Linked DNA regions of Salmo salar: region 1 is linked to region 2. A link is a contact called in public Hi-C data. All regions are on one chromosome and are shown on one strand. The core of a region is the stretch at or near the end of the contact, and the rest is flanking DNA. Distances in the headings are between cores, read along the strand shown. Region 1 holds the start of mafa (MAF bZIP transcription factor a). Region 2 overlaps mafa (MAF bZIP transcription factor a).

What was found. Hi-C and Micro-C count contacts between places; a contact is called where the count stands out from the background.
Region 1: a Hi-C map of muscle shows a contact between it and region 2, with 3 times the contacts expected there. The contact joins the promoter of mafa here to the enhancer-like site in region 2. A contact is called at or near these places in 2 of 3 Hi-C or Micro-C datasets (gill and muscle).

What each region holds. Positions count from the first base shown.
Region 1 is chrssa26:23,714,290-23,717,764 of Ssal_v3.1, forward strand. It overlaps mafa (MAF bZIP transcription factor a), which reads right to left and starts at 1,445. Exons shown (of 3, transcript XM_014175861.2): 1 at 51-1,445. The coding sequence starts at 1,018.
Region 2 is chrssa26:23,656,900-23,660,169 of Ssal_v3.1, forward strand. The region is part of intron 2 of mafa (MAF bZIP transcription factor a); the gene reads right to left. Among protein-coding and RNA genes, the nearest start is that of mafa, 57 kb to the right of the region's middle. Within about 2 kb of position 1,427, at least 2 of the 13 cell types and tissues checked have an H3K27ac peak or open chromatin away from gene starts, as enhancers often do. A contact at or near this core is called in muscle, where this site is marked.

The DNA of each region.
Region 1 (3,475 bases), core at 195-2,694, 57 kb after region 2:
TTAATGAGGGAACTGACAAACTCAGTTTTCATGATAATGTCGAGACTCACATGAAAAACTCCGGGGAGGAAGGGTTGTTGTCACTGCTGGATCCATTTTCTCTGAAGCCGTTGCTGATGAGCTTCTCATATTTTTCTTTGTATGCGTCCCTCTCCCGGGCCAGCCTGGAGATCTCCGCCTTGAGGTGGTCGACTTGCTGGACGAGCTGCGTCTTCTCGCCCTCCAGGACGTGCCGCTGCTGCACCCGCTTGTAGCGGCAGGACTGCGCATAGCCTCTATTCTTTAGGGTCCTCCTCTTCTGTTTCAGCCGGATCACTTCTTCCTTGCTGACTCCCCGTAGCTGCCGGTTGAGCTCCCGCACCGACATGCCCACCAGCTGGTCGTCCGAAAACCGGTCGTCCAAATGTCCCATGTGTGGGTGGTTTCCTCCGGAGCTGCCGTTGGACGAGACCCCGGGTGATTGGTGATGGTGGCCGCCGTTGTGGTGGTGATGGTGGTGGTGGGGCCCCCCGTTCTGGGCTGCTGCGGCGGCGATAACTGCGGACACCACCGCCGCGGCAGAGCCCATCTCTTCCCCGCCCATGGTGCCTCCTCCTCCGGCTCCGCCGGCAAACTGCTGCCCTCTAGCATAGCCATCGAAGGACTGGAGCTGGTGACTGCTGTTGATCAGCGCCTCAACTGCGTCTTCGGGGCTGAAGCCCAGCGCCTCCGGATTCAACTGCGGTTGATAACCGGACATCCAGTAGAAATCCTCCAAGTGTGCCTTCTGTTCGCTCCCCGACCCCGGACTGGGCGACGAGAAGCTTGGAGAAGGGGGCACCGAGCTGCAAGGCGTGCTCATCGGGGTGGAAGACAAGGATCCCCCGGCGATAAGGCGGCTGCACTGGCTGATGTTGCGATCGGGCTCCACCGGCTCCTTTTTCACTTCAAACTTCATCAGATCGAAGTCATTAACATATTCCATGGCCAGGGGACTGGTGGGCAGGTCGGAGTTGCTCATTGCCAGTTCTGATGCCATCCTCTTGCTGCCGACAGTCCTCCAAAGGGGGTGAAGAGCAGCTGTCAAACTGGGTTGGTTTGGAAGAACGTGAGCCAGTTTGCTTTTTAAGCGTATTTGTCTTAAAGTTAAAAAATAGGTTTTCAATGTCCTTTTTGCAGCGACGTGTTTCCAACTGTAAATTAATAGTTTTCTTTTCAGAGTCTATTGCACAGACGCACCAGAGCCGTGCACGCGAGTTGCGGAGTCCTCTTTCAGCATGAGAAATTCGGCGAATTGGTATTTTTAACATTTAACACATTACTGTTTCTTCATGGATAGGCCTACATTGCGTAAAGCGGAGAGGGTGAAATGTCGAAGGAGAGGGGTAAATGTAGCCTCGCACGTAAAATGCCTCTGACTTGTAGGCGATTTTTTAGAAGGATCACAGCAGATGAGTTTAAAAGCATTGCAGAGTTTTATAGCCGCCCTGACGTCAGTTTGGAAATGGGAAATTGACTCGGACGAAGAGCCAATGGGCTCGCACAATCTATGGGCTAATTAACATATTAGTCCAGAAACAAAACTTTTCTCAACTGTCAAAGGCTATCAGCTGACTGTCAGCTGCAATTCAACCTCTTAACTCTTTCGCCTCTCCATTTTAGGTATATTATTTTAATGGGCGTTTATTCTACCATTTGGACAAAAAAATATGCATTCAATTATCTCACTGCGCTCATGGTTGGGAAAAGACAGTAGGCTGTGTGCACATTATGGTTCGATTTAGTGTTATTGCAAGTGGCAATGGTAACATTTTAATATCCAAATGTAAATTACAATATGCAAAATATGAAGTTATTGAAGCAATAATATATATTATTAGTTGCTGTCATAAAATAAATGCGTAATAACGCCTTTGTATTGTGGTAGGATTTATATTAGTTTCAAAAGTATCAAAACATAGTGTTCATGATTTATAATGTGCAAATATTGGGGGAATGGTTATGCACACGTTTTCACAGTTCGTGTTACTTGAAATTCGAAGTGGTCAAATCTACCAGTAGCCTAAGCAAAATGCATAAGCATGCTTTACGATCATCTTAGTTACATGAACAACATCGTTGGCTCATACAGTATTAGTATGTGACAGAATACAGGAATACATATGATTCTGTGCTGAAGTTCTATGAAATAAAATTACAAAGGATTTGTGGAGAGCAGACATACATCTGCCGTTCTAAAACTCAACAGTGCCACCTTTTGGGGACATCGAAGCACCGTTCTCCAAAATAAACTGCTTCATCTGAAAGAATCATTCACAGCGGAAGTAAAATTAGACAATTTCGCACCAGACTATTTATTGGAAAGAATAATACTTCAATGTATGTATAGGTATGGTACATTTGTTTTAGAACGACAGTATGGATACATTGGCCGGGGAATAGTCAAAGGAGTGAATGGTGCATATTTCTGGCATATCCCGCATGAATCACGTGTCAATTGCAAGTTCTTTTGGGGGAGAAAATATAGGCTACAACATTCCCCACTCCATCAGCTGTATACAATAGATTGTGTAGAACATTCGTTACATAAGACAAGTAAACATGTACTTCCTAGTGGTCCAATCAAATCATCATCCCCTCAATAGGCTGCTATTAAGCAGTGGTTACATGGGAGTCATTCAGTAATGAACAATGTGTTCCAACCAGGCGGAGATTTACCTACCTGCACTACAGTGCTATATATACAAAAACTTTATCTAAAGCAGTGATTCCGCGGGCCTTGCTCCAAAGTCATACGTTAAACCACTCTCTTGTACATTGCACTTTATCTCGACAGTTCAGAGGTCAGACATTTCCTCTGATTTTAATGGACTGTGTGTCATGAGCAACTCACTTGTTGAAGTCTATTGCACAGACGAACCTTGGCTGCGCACGGCAGTTTAAACATGTAGTTTTATACTACACTATCCAGCCAAATTACCACCCTACAACTATTTTAACAATGCTCTCCTCCTACCCTCATTTACTCAGTCTAATCAGTGATATAATGCTTCTTTCACAATTTCTCGTAATTTAGTAAATACCAGCATACGACTGGGAAAAATCCCCTTCAACGCCCATCCAACTGGTAATTACTAGAGCCAAAATCGTGTAGGCCTATCATCCGCGTGCTCTGAGTTTCCCACTTGCACCTCTCTGACGTCATGTGCAAAACATAGCAAAACAATCACAAGCCTAATGTCCTCCGTGTTTGATGGCGTGTCCCATCAAAACCTCAATGCACCTGACTCATATTTACGACTTGACAATTGTAGTTACCACCTTCCCATTTTGTTATAAACGCAGCAAAACATTGGCTATTTGACTGCAATAGGAGGGACTTTGTTTTCACCAACCAAATTATGTTTCACCAGAGTTTCCCGGTCTAAAGCACAGCCTGGTTACTTAGGCCACTGCCACAAGTTTGTTGTGCGTTTACCTATACAGTTTGGGCTAC
Region 2 (3,270 bases), core at 177-2,676:
CTCATCCTCACCTTTGACCCCACACCCTTCACCAGTGCTGACGATGCCTCGCCCTGCCTTGCCCCTGGGTGCCCAACCCTTCATTGTTTTCCCTCTGCTTTTCCACTGGGAGAAACAGGAGCATTGAGGGCCTCCTTGAGTGTCTCCACAACAGGGAGGGAGCTCTAAGCCAGCCGCTCCAGGCACTCCAAACTCTTCACACATTCCGGCTCGGGACAAGTGGAGGAGGCTCGAAGGCCACCAGGACCACAGCGAGCCATGAGGCCTGACCAAAACAGAACCCTCTACACCAGGTTATGTTACAGTGGAACTGACAAACGGACACACACACACACACACACACACACACACACACACACACACACACACACACACACACATGCTAAAGCGTCCGATGGCACTCAAGGTACTGTAGCAGGGCCCAAGTGCAGGATTTATAATGTGGTCACTAACCACTGTACCAGGGTCAGGCTTAAGGACGGAATGTTGTTTCCCCACCACAGGGACACTCATCCACAGCTGAGCAGAGTGTCCTATTAATAGAGCCCAGTATTAGGTTTCTCCCCAATTAGTGAGGGGGAAAAGGGTATTATACAGGTATGTGTCCAGACTGGTATTGAGTTCACCATAACACATTCATGCCATTCAAATTGTCACTTCATACAGCATATGGACCCCGGACAAATAAAGACATCTATTTTCACAACTTCCATACATGGCTGCAGTTAAATGTGAGTGTGACTCAATCAACAGTGTGAACATATAATTCAATTAAGAATAATAAAAAGGAGCTTTTGATGTCGTACATCTTATCCACACTTAGACCCAGAGTGAATGTCAGCAGGGACATGGATGTGGAACATTTAATTATATGCCCATCACAAGAGAGAGAACAAGAGAGAGAACGAGAGAGAACGAGAAAGAGCGAGTGAACAAGAGCGAGAGGGAGAGAAAGAACAAGAACAAGAGAGAGCGAGAAAAAGAAAACGAAGGAGATAAAAGAAGAGAAGGAGTGAAACACATGCGGACATGCCACTGGCAGACAGGCACAGACGTACAGCACCTCTAGTGAACATGATACAGGGCTGAGTGGTATACAGTGCAACAGCCTACATGCATGCCTCTATGCCAAACGAAGACCAAGCTGATCTATGACAAATCGTCTCAGCAAGCCACAACACGATCCTTCTGCCATCTGTAAAGTGTAACGTTCTCCTTTCCCCTTTCGAGACAAACATACAGGGTCATTGAGACCATTGGAGACACACTAGGTTTATGAGAGAGGTGATGCAATGTAGCCGTGTATACTGGGCTGTAAGCAACAGAGAGGAAGCTAGTTGTTTTAGAGAGAGAGAGAGAGAGAGAGAGAGAGAGAGAGAGAGAGAGAGCATAACATAACAGTGCAGTCCAGGGCCGAGGGCAGAGAAATGGTGTGATTCAGGAGAAGCCTGTATTCAGAGCCAGTACTTGTGCTTGGCAGCCTGTGTGATCAATATAAATAGCACCAAATGGGCTGTTATAAAAATGTTGAGAGTTGTAAATGATCCCCAAAGACAAAACCGGAGCAGTAGTGAGCACACACTAACATACACAAACACAAACACACACAGAATCACACTCACATGCACACACACACACACACACACACCTTAATAAAAAGACTCAAACACACACATCGAGAGGCAATAGGATATTGAATGCTGGTTGCAAGCAGACATGGACACACTCATGCATACATCAAAAGGGAATGTCTTTGTGTAATTGTGAGCTGTGATTGTGTATTTATGAATATCGCTATCGCATGCGTATGTCGAAGAAAAAATTATAAAACAAACTTGCATGATTGCTGCCTTGTAATCTAATTTGACCAAACCACAAGCATGCACATACACATACACATACACATACACACACGCATGCACGCACGCACGCACGCACACACTGCTCAAAGCTAAATACAGGTAACGCTGTTCCCTTAGTGGTAAGGACCCCGTCTTTATAGCTTTCGTCTGTACTACACATGATTAATGAAGATAGCTTATGACCAGTAGTATGCTGTAGACAGGCGGACAGTGAAGGGTTGATTGTAGGGTTGGTGTGGGGGGTGGAGTTGAGCTGACAGGAGGCAAGTCCCTGCCCTGAGGCCCTAGGGTGGAGGGATCAGATACACTGCCCTGTGTGGTCGGTAAGTGCGACTGCACCCAACCTTTACAGCACTGTGAGGACCTGAGGGCTTCATAATTGAAAACGCTTGGGTGAAGCGGAATATCTGAAAGGTGTCCCTTTGTCTAATATGTCCAATGTCCTTGCTCTAACTGATTGGACAGGTGGAATCACTGCATACGTTTAGGCCAAATTGATAATGCTTATCCACTGTTTCCAGATCAGTGAGGACCAGGAGATATGATAATTACAGAGTGAGATATCAGGACTAAGCCCTAGATTAAAGAGAAAGAAGAGAGTAGAAGAGGAAGGATGGGAAGAAGGAAAAATGAAGTGCTGCGCTGGCACTTTCTCCACACAAAGACTTTTCTAATGCATATGCATCCTCTAAATTCCTCTTAAAAATGAAAAGCGGTGCACCTTGAGCGACTTCATTCGTTGATATCTTTCCAACAAACTTTTGAGGTAAAACCCCCCACCCAAAAAAACCCAAGAAAGACTGAATTAAGGAGTGTGCTCAATTCCGGGTGACAAGAGCCGAGTGGTGCGTAACCGTTGGAAGCCTCTCTCCTTAGCCAGAGTGCTCGCGGTGATGGTCGCTAGCTGACGCTACCAGTGATCCTGAGCTATCATCACACAGACTGGCTAATGAGCATTAGCGCTTAGAGACGCACACAGGTAAAAGAAAAACACACACGGGGTGAGGAGAAAGGAACCTCCCGAGGATATGCTCTAACTTTCTAATATAAATCCTCTTTTCTTTTCTCCCTCCTTTCTTTTCCCCCTACGGACCATTAGCCAGTATATCCCTCCCTTCCCTCTTCCCTCCCTTTATCCCTCCCTCCCCTCCTCCCTCCATTTCTTTCAGCACGGTGCAATTAACGTCTCTCATCGAATATTGAAGGTATAAAGACAAATGGGTCTTTTTAGCCGATTCTCTTCCGCTAAGACCAGTCCTCCGCTGAGGGATGGCTGAAGGCTTCGACTAAATCAGGAAGCTGAGCTAACTGCACTTAGAGCCAAACAATCACTGATCATTTATTTAGTCCTTCTTATTTATTCTGCCTGGCATGTTGTGTTGCTCTGAGGTGTGATTATAAGGCACTG